2 separate regions of the Mus musculus genome follow, and region 2 is linked to region 1. Evidence: chromatin contacts called from public HiChIP or PLAC-seq data. All regions are on one chromosome and are shown on one strand. The core of a region is the stretch at or near the end of the contact, and the rest is flanking DNA. Distances in the headings are between cores, read along the strand shown.

Region 1 (5,494 bases), core at 1,417-3,916:
TGCCAGCACCCACAAAGGGCACCAGGCACATGGCGTTTATACCTGCATACGGACATTCATTCAAACACATAAAATTAAAAACAATTAACAATAAGGGGAGATTTCCTCTGAGCATGGTAGTGCATCTCTGTAATCCTAGCACTCAGAAGGCTAAGGCAGAGGGATTGCCATGAGTTACAGTCCAGACTGGGATGTCAGGGAGATTTATCATATGTGGAGCTGCGTACCTTTAAGTCCTAACTACTTGGGACACTGAGGTAGTAGGATTACTTGAGCCCAGGAGTTAGGAACAGCCTGGGCAACAAGGAGGAGCAGGGGGAACAGGAGGAGGAACAGGAAGAAGAGGAGGAGATAAGATCCAACAGAAAGAACACACGAGGACACTGCTAGGGAGAAAGGCCTCAAATAAAATTTTAAAATAAATAAAAAATAAAAAGGCAGCTGCTGGGTGCTGTGCTGGATGCCTGTAATCCCAACAGTTGGGAGGCAGAGGCAGGAGGATCATGCTACAAAGTTGAGGCCACACTGGTCTACACACTGAGTTCCAGGCTAGCCAGAGTTATGTAGCAAGACCCTATCTCAAAAAGCCAAAGGGTAACAACCTCCCTACGAGAGCATGCCTCTCGCAAAAGATCTCCTTCATCCCTCTCCAGAAGAGGAGAAGAAGAAACACAAGAAAAAGCACCTGGTGCAGAGCCCCAATTCCTACTTTAAGAATGTGAAATGCCCAGGATGCTATAAAATCACCACGGCCTTTAGCCATGCACCAACATGTGTTGGCTGCGCCACTGTCCTCTGTCAGCCTACAGGTGGAAAAGCAAGGCTGACAAAAGGACGCTCCTTCAGGAGGATGCAGCACTGAAAGCCCCTGATTGAAGATGAGTGGGAACCTTCCCAATAAACACGTTTTGGATATATATTTAAAAGAAAAAAAAAAGCCAAAGGGTAGAGTTGGGGGCCCAGTGATTAATCCATGCTGAATCTCAGACAGCTGGCCGTCATTGGGAGAAAATACATTTCTGTTGTTTAAGCTATTTAGTCTCTGGTGCTTTGTTATGGCAGTGCTAGCAAATGGGAATTTTTGACTAGACAGAGGAGGGCAAAGAAGCACCCACAGGGAAAAACAGGAAGAGAAAAATGAGTGAGGCCAGTAAGGAAATTTACTGCATGCAAATCCAAGACATGCTTTTCTGGCCAGAAGAGTGGCCAGAGAAAGGCAAGTGTGTTGTCTAAGGGCAAGTGTGTTGGAAAGAAAAAAAAGGAACTCTGGAAGGTTAGTGAAAGAGTTGAGCCAGGAAGTACAGGGTGTGTGTGTGTGTGTGTGTGTGTGTAATGTATGCATATATATAATGTAATATAGACATATATAACACTTTTTTTTCCTGACTATATGATAGTAATAGGATTCCTTAGCTAGTCTGCCTTTTAAATACCAGCAGCTCAGAGAGAGAGAGAGAGAGAGAGAGAGAGAGAGAGAGAGAGAGAGAGAGAGAGAAGGAAAGAACACCGGTGAGTGTGGCATTAATCCCTTTTGTTGACAGTAAGGGCTTTTGTTGTTTGTATCATTTTTTCACGTTGATTGATTGATGATCATTGATTGATTGATTGATGATCGTGTGTATGGCAGTGTACATGCTCTGTGGTCCATGGCGTGCATGCGGAGCTCAGAGGACACTTGCAAGAATCAGTTCTCGTCTACTATGTAAGTCATCCTGGGGATTGATTTCAGGTGATCTTAGTTGTCCAGCTGGCTTGGCAGCAGGCACCCTTATCAGCTGAGCCCTCTAGCCAATCCTTGGTTTGTTTTAAAATAGGATTTTATGTAGCCCAGGCTGCCCTTGAACTCTCGTTCCTCCTACCTCTATCCCCTGAATGCTGGCCATACAGGTATGCACCATCAATACTCAAGGTGAACAGTAGGTCTCAGTCACACTGTGTGAGACTCACCCAAGCTCCCTTCATGCTAGAGATGCATTCAGAACAAAATGGTCCTCAAAGAGCAGAAAGGCTTTATTTCCAGAAAAGCTCACAGCAAACAGAGGCCACACTACCCCCACACACTGCTGAGTCCTGTGGCCTCTCCCTGCTGGTGGATGGATGCAGGAGTGGAAGAACAAGCCCAGGGGAGACAGGTGTGTTCTGGCCCTGAGGGAGGAGGCGTTGCCAAGCCAACACCTCAAGGCTGAGAGGTCACAGCATTCTTTGAAGAAAAGTGGAAGACCAGAGATGAAAACCACATTCTGTGAGAGCAGTTCTTTGAAGAGCTCTGAGGTGCCTCTCCCAAAAGTCTGCCTGTGTGCTTGCTGGATGCCACGTTAATAGCCCACAAACACACATATAAATATTTTAGCACGCACTATGTTGTAATCCTCATCTCACAATCTTCCTTGATTCCAGATCTCAGATTCCATTTGTCTTTTCCATTCATACAGTTATTTGCCCATCAGACAAAGCAAACAAAAACTCCCAGCATATGTTGAAAGCAAAAGAAGGTCACATTTAAATAAGCAAGTGAACCATGAGATCTCTGGAAAGAAACTCCAAGCCCCGTGCTCCCTGGGATATCAAAGCGAGTACATGCGGAAAACTAGGTTGTTGAAAGGGACAGCAACTATCACAGGCTTAGAGAACTTTCTTTCCATCAGCCCCACCCCCCTCTGCTCCCGGTTTGATGTCAGCCCCATACTGTTCTATTCACAGTTGCTGCAACCCCCAAAATATCGCACTTGGCATCTGTTAAGAAGGTCCGGTTCTCGGCAAACCTTCACAGGCTTAGGGGCTCTAACAGTAGAAAGGCTTCGAATGGAGGTGGTTAATTGCTGTCTCAAAGGCACCAGCACAGTTGGTGAGCTTCCTTCAAGTTTTTCTGGGCTTGATTGTCCCTCCCTCCCACGGTTGCCCTCCATCAGAGGCAGCAGCAGCAGCAGTTCTTAATGGATAGCGAAACACAGATTCCCAAGTCCTCTTTTCACCGAGTAGAATTCACAGCCCTTGCTCTTAATCTAGAAAACAGTTGATTATATTATCTAGGGACAAAATGACATTGTAAGATCTCCCATTCAAGTTAAAACAATAGCAGAACCCAGGGAGGCGGCGATTGTGAGGGACCCGTGCGTCAGTGAGGCATTCTCTGTAGCCCTGCGCACAACCTTGTAAGGGAAGTGAGCTCCTTTTTTAAGGATGATGAAGCCAGCCTCAGCAAAGTTAAGAACTGTGCCTGCCTTCTCCCAGCTGGAGCTCTTGGGATCTGGACTCCAGCCCAGATTTGCCTGCCCTGGATTCACATTCTACTTTTCCTGGGGGTGGGGGTGGGGGAGTAAAAAATGAAGAAAAAAGAAAAAGAAAAAAGAAAAATCTTGGAGAATCACATGCAGTACAATCCTTTTTTTAAAAAATAAAATGCAAAATCTATACTAATAACATTGTATTTTAGAAGCAGAGATGACTTCAGTAAAATGGGGGGTGGGGCAAGGTGGACAGCGGCTGGTGTTCAGGATTCTGCTTGTTTGGTTTTGTTTTTGTGGCACTGAAGATTAAGCCCAGGCCCTTGAATGCGCTAGACAAGCATTCAACCACTGAGCCACAGCCCTAGCCCTGTTGCTAGGACTCGGTGAATTTCCCTCACTCTGTTTCCTTGTTTTTATTGGTAGTATTGCATTAGTGAAAAAATGTCAAAACAAAATATCTGGGTCTGGGTGACTTAATGCACTAGAAATTTACTTTCTCAGCTTTAGACACTGCAAGGTGTCAGTAGCGTTGGCTCTGTCTGAGCGTTTCTCCTTAATTTGTCACACCCTGGTCTTCTCTCTATAGATGTCTGTCTTTTAAAAAGAAAACAAAAAACAAAAAAAACAAGGTCACCAGTTATGCTGGATTAGTGTCCATAATATATCCTCATCTTATTTATTTATCCCTACAAAGACCCTATCTTTAAATATAGTCACTTTAAAAGTTCCATATATGGGTTTAGGAGGAAGTGAACACAATTCAGGCCATAAAAATACCGTAAACATGGGCTGGGGACATAGCTCAGTGGCAAAGTGCTCTCTTCACATGTGCAAAGCCCTGGGTTCTGTCCCCAGTACTGGTATAGATAGGTATAGGTTTGACCAACGAGAGACTCAGGGAGAGATATCTGTGAGTCCAGGCTTCGCAGCATCTGTGGCGACCACATCGAACTCCTGCAGCTGTCTGTCTGTGTGACATTCCAAGGGATGGGACTGAGGACGCTCGAGTCTGCTGAGTCACAAGACTGTGGGCTCTGTATAGTCACAGTTGGACATATCTCCTTTCACACACAGGGAGAGGAAATTGCAGTCGGGCTGGCTGACCCCGCATTCTTCCAGAAGGTTATGACCTTAGTTAACCCGGGAAGGAGCGGAAACAGGAAAGCTCCTGAGACCTACAGGCTGACAGAGGTCGAACTGAGATGTTGGCCCTCCCCAGCTGGGTCCTGGGTCATTGCTTTCTCAGACCCTTTTAGTAGCCAAGCTGTGGGCTTTGGGCCTGAGGGTGCATTTCCTGGTTGGAGAGGAAACAGGGCAGACGTTCCTGAACAACTGCAGACCTCATCAGTCGCCTTCACTCAGTGCTAGCCCTGGAAAGCCCCACCAGCTGTAAGAGATCATATTCTGGAAAATTCTCCCTCCCCTCCTTAGTCAGGCAACAAATTACAGTGCCCAGGATCTGCTTAGCCACAGTGTCGTCAAGTGAGTCTCGCAAGCTTGTCTGATTTATGATGTGCTACTGAAGGTACTGGAAGTGACAAGACCCTCCCTCAAAAGCTGGAATCAAACCGTGATGGTATATGCCTTTAATCCCAGCAGAGGCAAGTGAGTCTCTGAAAGTTCGAGGCTAGCCTGGTCTACAGAAGCAGTTCCAGGACAGCCAGGACATACATTTACAGAGAAAAACTCTGTCATTCATACTTATCTATATGACTACCATATATATGAATACTATATATATGACATATATATATGTGAATATATGTATGAATATATGTGCGAATATATATATATATATGTACATATATATATAAAATCAGCTACCAACGTATTCACGTTTGACAGGTTCTTTCTTGGCTGGGCCCAAATCTATTTCCCCAAAGATCCACCCATTGCCCCCATTCTGTCTTCTGCAGTCACATGCATTTAACACATGTGTAGACAAAAACGGGAACATGACAGGTCCTCCAGAACTCACAGTTTAATGACAGGAAGAAATAGGAACTAAGCCAGGAGCTGAGGAAGGAGCCTTCATTCTGACGGATAAGGCCCCAGTGAGCTTTTGAGATGCTCCTAAAGGACAAGATGCCTTGTGTTTGCAATGGGTCTACAGAGTCTGCAGTACAGGACCCACCTGAGCAGAGACTCGGAGGTAGGAAGAACTTATACCTCCTGAGGAGGTGGGGTGGTCTGGTGGAGTATGCTCAGGAAGAAAGCACTGTGAAGATGATGGCTTCGAATGTAGGCTTGAGCCTCCTGGGTGATGG
Region 2 (5,761 bases), core at 1,257-3,756, 560 kb after region 1:
GTCATCAGGCTTGGTGGCAAGCACGTTTACCCACTGAACCATCATCTTGCCAGGTACTCCAAAGCTATGCTTTTTTTGCTACTAAGAAATGGCTTCCTGGTTTTCAATTTGTAACTTAAATTGCCTCATTATGAAAAGGGAACTCAATATCTACTGCTAAAAGCAAGATGTTTTTAAAAATCCAGAATAACAACATGTTAGGAAGGGAGATGACCAGAAGCCTGTCCCAGGGGGTGTTGCTGAGACTTACTTTAGGTTTTATCTATGAACTTCGTGGAGAGTCTGAGTGGCAGGAACGAAAACATTTGTTACTCCACTGACCTTACCACAGAAGCAAGGCTAAACTCATAACTTCCTGAAAGAACATAAGAACCTAGGGCTCCAAGTCCAAGCTCTGACTCAAATTACTGGTTTCATGTGACGTCCTCATGGGTCCTTCAGCTGATCATATCCTAGTCCCAAATGAAAGCTCATCTCACACACACACACACACACACACACACACACAAGCCAGTCCTCGTGACAGTCTCTCCCACTCTCTGTTTTTTTTTTTTTTTTTTTTTTTTTTTTTAAGAGAGGCTTCACTATACTCTGTGGATGTCAAGGAACTCACTTTGTAAACCAGACTGGCCTCAAACTCACAGATCTCTGCCTGCCTCTGGGGATTAAGGTGTGCACCACCAGAGCTTCTGTTTTACCTTTGCACCTCCAGTTCTGACAAAGTATCTGGGAAAATTCTCAAGAAACACTTTTGGGAGGAAGGAGAAGGAGGGAAAGGCAAGGGAGCAGGGGAGCAGGGGAGCAGGGGAGCAGGAGGGTGGGAGGGCGGGCGGGCGGACAGGCAGGCAGGCAGGCAAGCCAGGTCATAAATTTAAATACAATTTTCAGGCTAGAAATGTAACAACCACCAAATCATAATTCAAGTCTAACTGGGAAAATAAAACAAACATTTAACTTACTTTAACAGCTTATAATATGCGAGCCTGAACAGCTCTTGGATACAGACAGAGAGCAACGCTCCGAAGATGAGCAGATAATTCTGTACTGATTCATCTCTGTTGTTAGTAATGACTCTCACTAGGAACCAAAACATGGACGAAAGCAGGAGAGACACCAACCAGAAGAAAGCACTGGAACGTAGAAGACAAAAGTCACGAGTTAACAGAAGCACAGGAAACAAATATCTTGATCTTTTTTAGGAAAGAACCCCTTCACATGGTATTCCGAATCAGCATTTGCTAATCAATGGTCCATTTTCCTCCTAGTGAAAAAACAGTCCAAGAGGAACGTCAGATGCCCTCAACAAGGACGATTCAGTGACCCTGTCTGTGTACACCAGAACACTATCTGCCAAGGACTGGCAACGAGGAAGTTGGTTACTGCTTTGCCTCATTGGTGTGCCATAGAAACATATAACCAGTGGCTGTTACAATTTTCATATCCTAGAAAATGTGAATTTAATGGCTTAGCTGTCTGTAAAGATAAGTATCTTTTCTGAAGGAAAACAAACACCTACACCTGTATTTATTGTGTGCACCATGGAAAACTCAGAAGTTGAAAACCCATGCTGTGGTCTAGTTGTTTTCCAGGCCCGGTTCTTACAACCTTCCTGTGGACTTTAAGGACACAGCAAGCTTGACGTTCAACAGACTCTATTGATTTTTAATGCCAACAGCGAAGGAGCACTATTTATTACAGGAAAAAAGAACGCAGAGAGGCTGGAGTTCCTGGCTAGCCAGTGAGTTGCCTGGGTGCCAAGTCTCAGAAACTCAGTCTCAGCAGGTGCAAAGGGATCAAGACCGCAGTCACCAGCAGAGTTAGATATTTACCAAGTTCTCAGCAAGACTGGTCAGGTGTTGCAGCGGTTTTCTCAGGCTTTCACCATTGGCTGCACCCCAACCATTACCCAGGGGCCTACAAGAAAAATCTGAGCCCAAATTCCTCACAGGCATTCTGAGTCCAAGAACGGGGGTTGAGGAGGTGGACAACTGATCCCCAGGTGTCTTTAATGGCAGAGAGTGAGAACAGCTCTTCGATGCCGCTGAGCACTGAGTGAAATGAGAAATTCCTACGGAAAGACTAAGGCTCCATACACGAATGTATCCACTTATTCCCATCTTCCACAGAAGCCAAGACCCGCAGGACTCGCCTGCTCAGCCTGAACCCCCTCCCCCCAGTCTTGGACAGTCCCACAAGCTGGGAGCCACTGGGAGATGGGGATCCCGGGGTCGTGGAAACCCAGGAGAGGGAGGGACCCGCGGTGTCCGGGACTCGGCTCAACCTCACCCAGCGATGAGGAAAATGACGCGCAAAGGGTCGGTGGCGATGGTGAAGAGGTAGAGTGCGAACGCGGGCCCGAAGGCGATGAAGGCGCAACCGAAGAACACAGGCAGCGTCATGGTACCCACAGAAGCCAGTCCCGGGGGACCTGAGTGGATCCGAGGTGACTGGGACGATTTCTTAGCGGAATGCGGGGCGGGGCAGGCCTGCCAGGTACTCCGGGCTCGATCAGAGAAGGGGGCGGAGCAAAGCCCGGGAGGCGGGGCCTCGAGGTGCTCCAAGGCTTTTTTGAGCGGAGGGCGGGACGTACGAGAGGCGGTGCCTTAGGGGCGGTTTCTGGCCAATCAGAGCCTGGGGGCGGTGCAGGACACAGCCAGTCAGAGCAGAGGGCGGAGCGGCGCTCTAGATGAAGTGCCTTGAGATGCTCCGCGGCTTGTTTTTGCAGAGGGCGGGGTGGAGTCGAGGAGGCGGGTCCTCGAGCTGCTCCACAGCAAGGCAGGACTGGGCGGGGGCGGAGCTCGAAAAACAGAGCCTGTATCGCACAACGGTCAGTCGCAGAGGGGTGTCCAGGCGGATCTCGGGAGGTAGTTCCAGGAGGTGCTCCAGGCGCTGAGAGCGAATGGCGGTGCAGGATTCGGGAAGCTATTTCTTGAGAGGCTCAGAGTACTGTTAGAACCTGTGCAGCGGCATCGAGAAGCTGTCAGAGAGGCGGTTCCTCGAGGGGCTCCACGTGCTGTCAGAACCGGGGCGGCCTCTAGTGTCTCTGCGTGCGTACAGCGCAGGGGACAGGGCCTCGAGGGGCTTCACAAGCGGTCAGAGCGGAGGTGCAGCCTGGAAGGATTCGGTGTGCGGGCAGGCTGGGCAGCAACGCGGCCTCCTGGGACTCCACGTGCCGTCAGACTGCGGGGCGGGGCCTTGAGGGCTGGGCAGTTCTTCAGAGCACTCGGGGTGCTGAGAATGGAAAGGGGTCCTTCAAGGTTTCTTCTCTAGGTTTCTTGGGGCAATGAAAGTTGCCCGCCGAACTGGGCGGGCGCCTAGACCTCCGAGAGGCAAAGGGCTACACCAAGCCTCAGACTTGCCAGCGCTGCAGGTCCTTATTCCAAAGCGTGGCTCACTGAAGACTTAAAAGCTGTGCCCCAGCCCTCTTGCCTGTGGGTACACATTGTCCCTGGTGCTGGCCAACTGTAAGGTGGTCTAAGGGAGATTACCAGGCCACTTTTGTGCTGAAGGTCAATTGAAGTAAACAGCAGGACAGGGGCACGGTTCCTTTAAAGTAAGTATTTTTTCTGTGTCCGTGGTTGCAGGAATGTGGGGCTCCCATCCTATGTAAAAATCCAACTGGGCTGGTATGACCCAGGTGAATCATCCCCTATGGAAAAGGAATAATGAAATACTGACGAGTTGTTCTGACAAGTTGGTTTCTGTGCCACTAACAGCCCTGATCTCCAAAAACTTAAAAAATTTTAAAGGCATTCTCTAATCATATCTGAATTTAAATTTCAGGACAAACAACCACAGCTATGTTAAGAATGCTACAAGGTTAATATTGACTAATTACATTCATGTTTGTGGAGAATTGAAACGCTGTAGATACAGAGCCAATATCTTGGGCTATCTAGCCTCTTTAACAGCTATTCATTCCCACCTCTGCATCTGCTCTAATGCCCTTGTGACTATCACGTGACAGGTTTTTTCCTTCATATTTACTACTAGCCTCCACAAACCCCAAAGCTAAGAATGTCATCGGATTGCAGCATCTGACACCTGTAGCAGAGATTTCCCTGCTCTGCTCTGCCCCACTTACCTGATATTTCCAATAATGCATCTGAAAGGGGCCTTGATTTATTACTTTCTTTTGTAACTGTAAAAACTTCATGTACTCATTTCCATGTGGGAAAACAGTATTTGGGGCAACCCCAATACTCTGTTCCCCAGGCCAAGATCACTCAAATTTGGCTGCAGAATAAACAATTTTGAAATGAGAGCTGTGTTTTGCTTGACATTCTTATAGTAACATCGCTTTGCTATACATTCAATCACAAGTCAATTTCAGTGATGCATCTGTCTTCCTGTTTAAATGTAAACTTCCAGAGGGAAAAGACTTTGTTATTTCCCAGTGCCTAGAAGAAACTAAAGTAAGGAATAGAATAATCTTGAAGATGAAGCATTGAAGCATCTGAAATCTATTAATTTCATAATTTCTAAGAAGCTTAAGAATAAAGATTATAAAGTTCTCTGGCCATTCATATTTAAGATACATCTTTATTCATGTTAAGTGAGACTACCTCATGAGTTATCTTGAGGACCAAGCCTGACACACCTATACATTCTGAATATCCATTGCTATAGTCTGCATCTGACCTGTCTCCTTCTGGCCAAGTTTGAACACTTGGACCCCAATTGGTGGCACGGTTCAGGAAGGTTGTTGACTCTTCAGGAGGTAGAGCACTGATGGAAGAAGTGGTTCATTAGGGATGGGCTTGAGGTTTTGTAACCCAGTCTGATTTCCTGATCATCATTGGCTTTGTGATTGTAGATGCAATGTGACCAGCTGCCTCTCCTCTTCTTGCTATGCCTTTCCCACCTTCATGAAGTGTAAGCTCCTCAACTGTAAGCCAAAAGAAACCGTTCATCCCTGAAACTGTTTCGTGTCAGGTATCTTGTCAACAGCAATAAGAAACATAACTAATACACCCATCACAAATGGTTCTGGGAAAGCCTCAGTAAAAAGACACTGAGAAAAGACACTTTCTCACTGGTAGAAAAAGCTGGGAACTAGTTTAAGGCATTTTGTTTATCATGTCTGAAAAATAAGAACTATTTCTTACAGAAGCTGTCATCTTTGCCACCTTAAACAGTCACATGTACATTTATTCCACTCTATATTTATTAGTTTGAAACAGGGTCTCATTACATAGCTCTGACTGGCCTGGAACTTACTATACAGACCAAGCTGGCTTTGAACTCATAAAGGACTCTTCCTCCTTAGCACTGGGATAAAATGTCTGTGCCACCATAGTAGGCCTATTTTTTTTTTTTTAAGTTATGTATAGGTGTGTATGTCTGTGTGTGGGAATGTGCACATGAGGGCAGGTGCCCACAGGGGCCAAAGGCATCTGGCCTCATGGGACTGCAGTTACAGACAGTTGTGAGCCACCTCATGTGGGTTCTAGGAACTGAACATTGGTCTTCTGGACGAACAGCAAGCGCTCTTAAGAGTTCCAGCTGGGGCTGGAGAGATGGCTCAGCGGTTAAGAGCACTGACTGCTCTTCCAGAGGCCCTGAGTTCAATTCCCAGCAGCCACATGGTGGCTCACAACCATCTGTAATGGGATCTGATGCCCTCTTCTGGGGTATCTGAAGACAGCTACAGTGTACTCATATACATATAATAAATAAGTTATTTTTATTATTAAATAAATAATAATATTTATTATTTATTTAATAAATAAATAAGCTGGGGATACTTCATTTTAAAATT

Evidence for each region. HiChIP or PLAC-seq counts read pairs in DNA pulled down with a chosen protein or histone mark.
Region 2: an H3K4me3 HiChIP or PLAC-seq map of embryonic stem cells shows a contact between it and region 1, with 4 times the contacts expected there. The contact joins the promoter of Aph1c here to the enhancer-like site in region 1. A contact is called at or near these places in 10 of 39 promoter capture datasets (the 3T3-L1 cell line, 3T3-L1-derived adipocytes, the C10 cell line and 6 more), 2 of 15 datasets of contacts at CTCF or cohesin (large pre-B cells and stem cell-derived epiblast-like cells), 21 of 484 Hi-C or Micro-C datasets (the AML12 cell line, CD4 T cells, CD8 T cells and 12 more), 6 of 115 datasets of contacts at active chromatin or transcription factors (embryonic limb bud, embryonic stem cells, extraembryonic endoderm stem cells and 2 more) and 2 of 9 other capture datasets (embryonic stem cells and liver).

The regions. Positions count from the first base shown.
Region 1 is chr9:66,272,700-66,278,193 of GRCm38.p6, forward strand. It overlaps the pseudogene Gm19247. Among named protein-coding and RNA genes, the nearest start is that of Gm39364, 26 kb to the right of the region's middle. Within about 2 kb of position 2,667, at least 180 of the 459 cell types and tissues checked have an H3K27ac peak or open chromatin away from gene starts, as enhancers often do. A contact at or near this core is called in CD8 T cells, the HPC-7 cell line, Th1 cells and 8 more, where this site is marked.
Region 2 is chr9:66,832,200-66,837,960 of GRCm38.p6, forward strand. Aph1c (aph1 homolog C, gamma secretase subunit) reads right to left here and starts at 2,507. Exons shown (of 6, transcript NM_026674.3): 1 at 2,287-2,507; 2 at 960-1,130. The coding sequence starts at 2,399.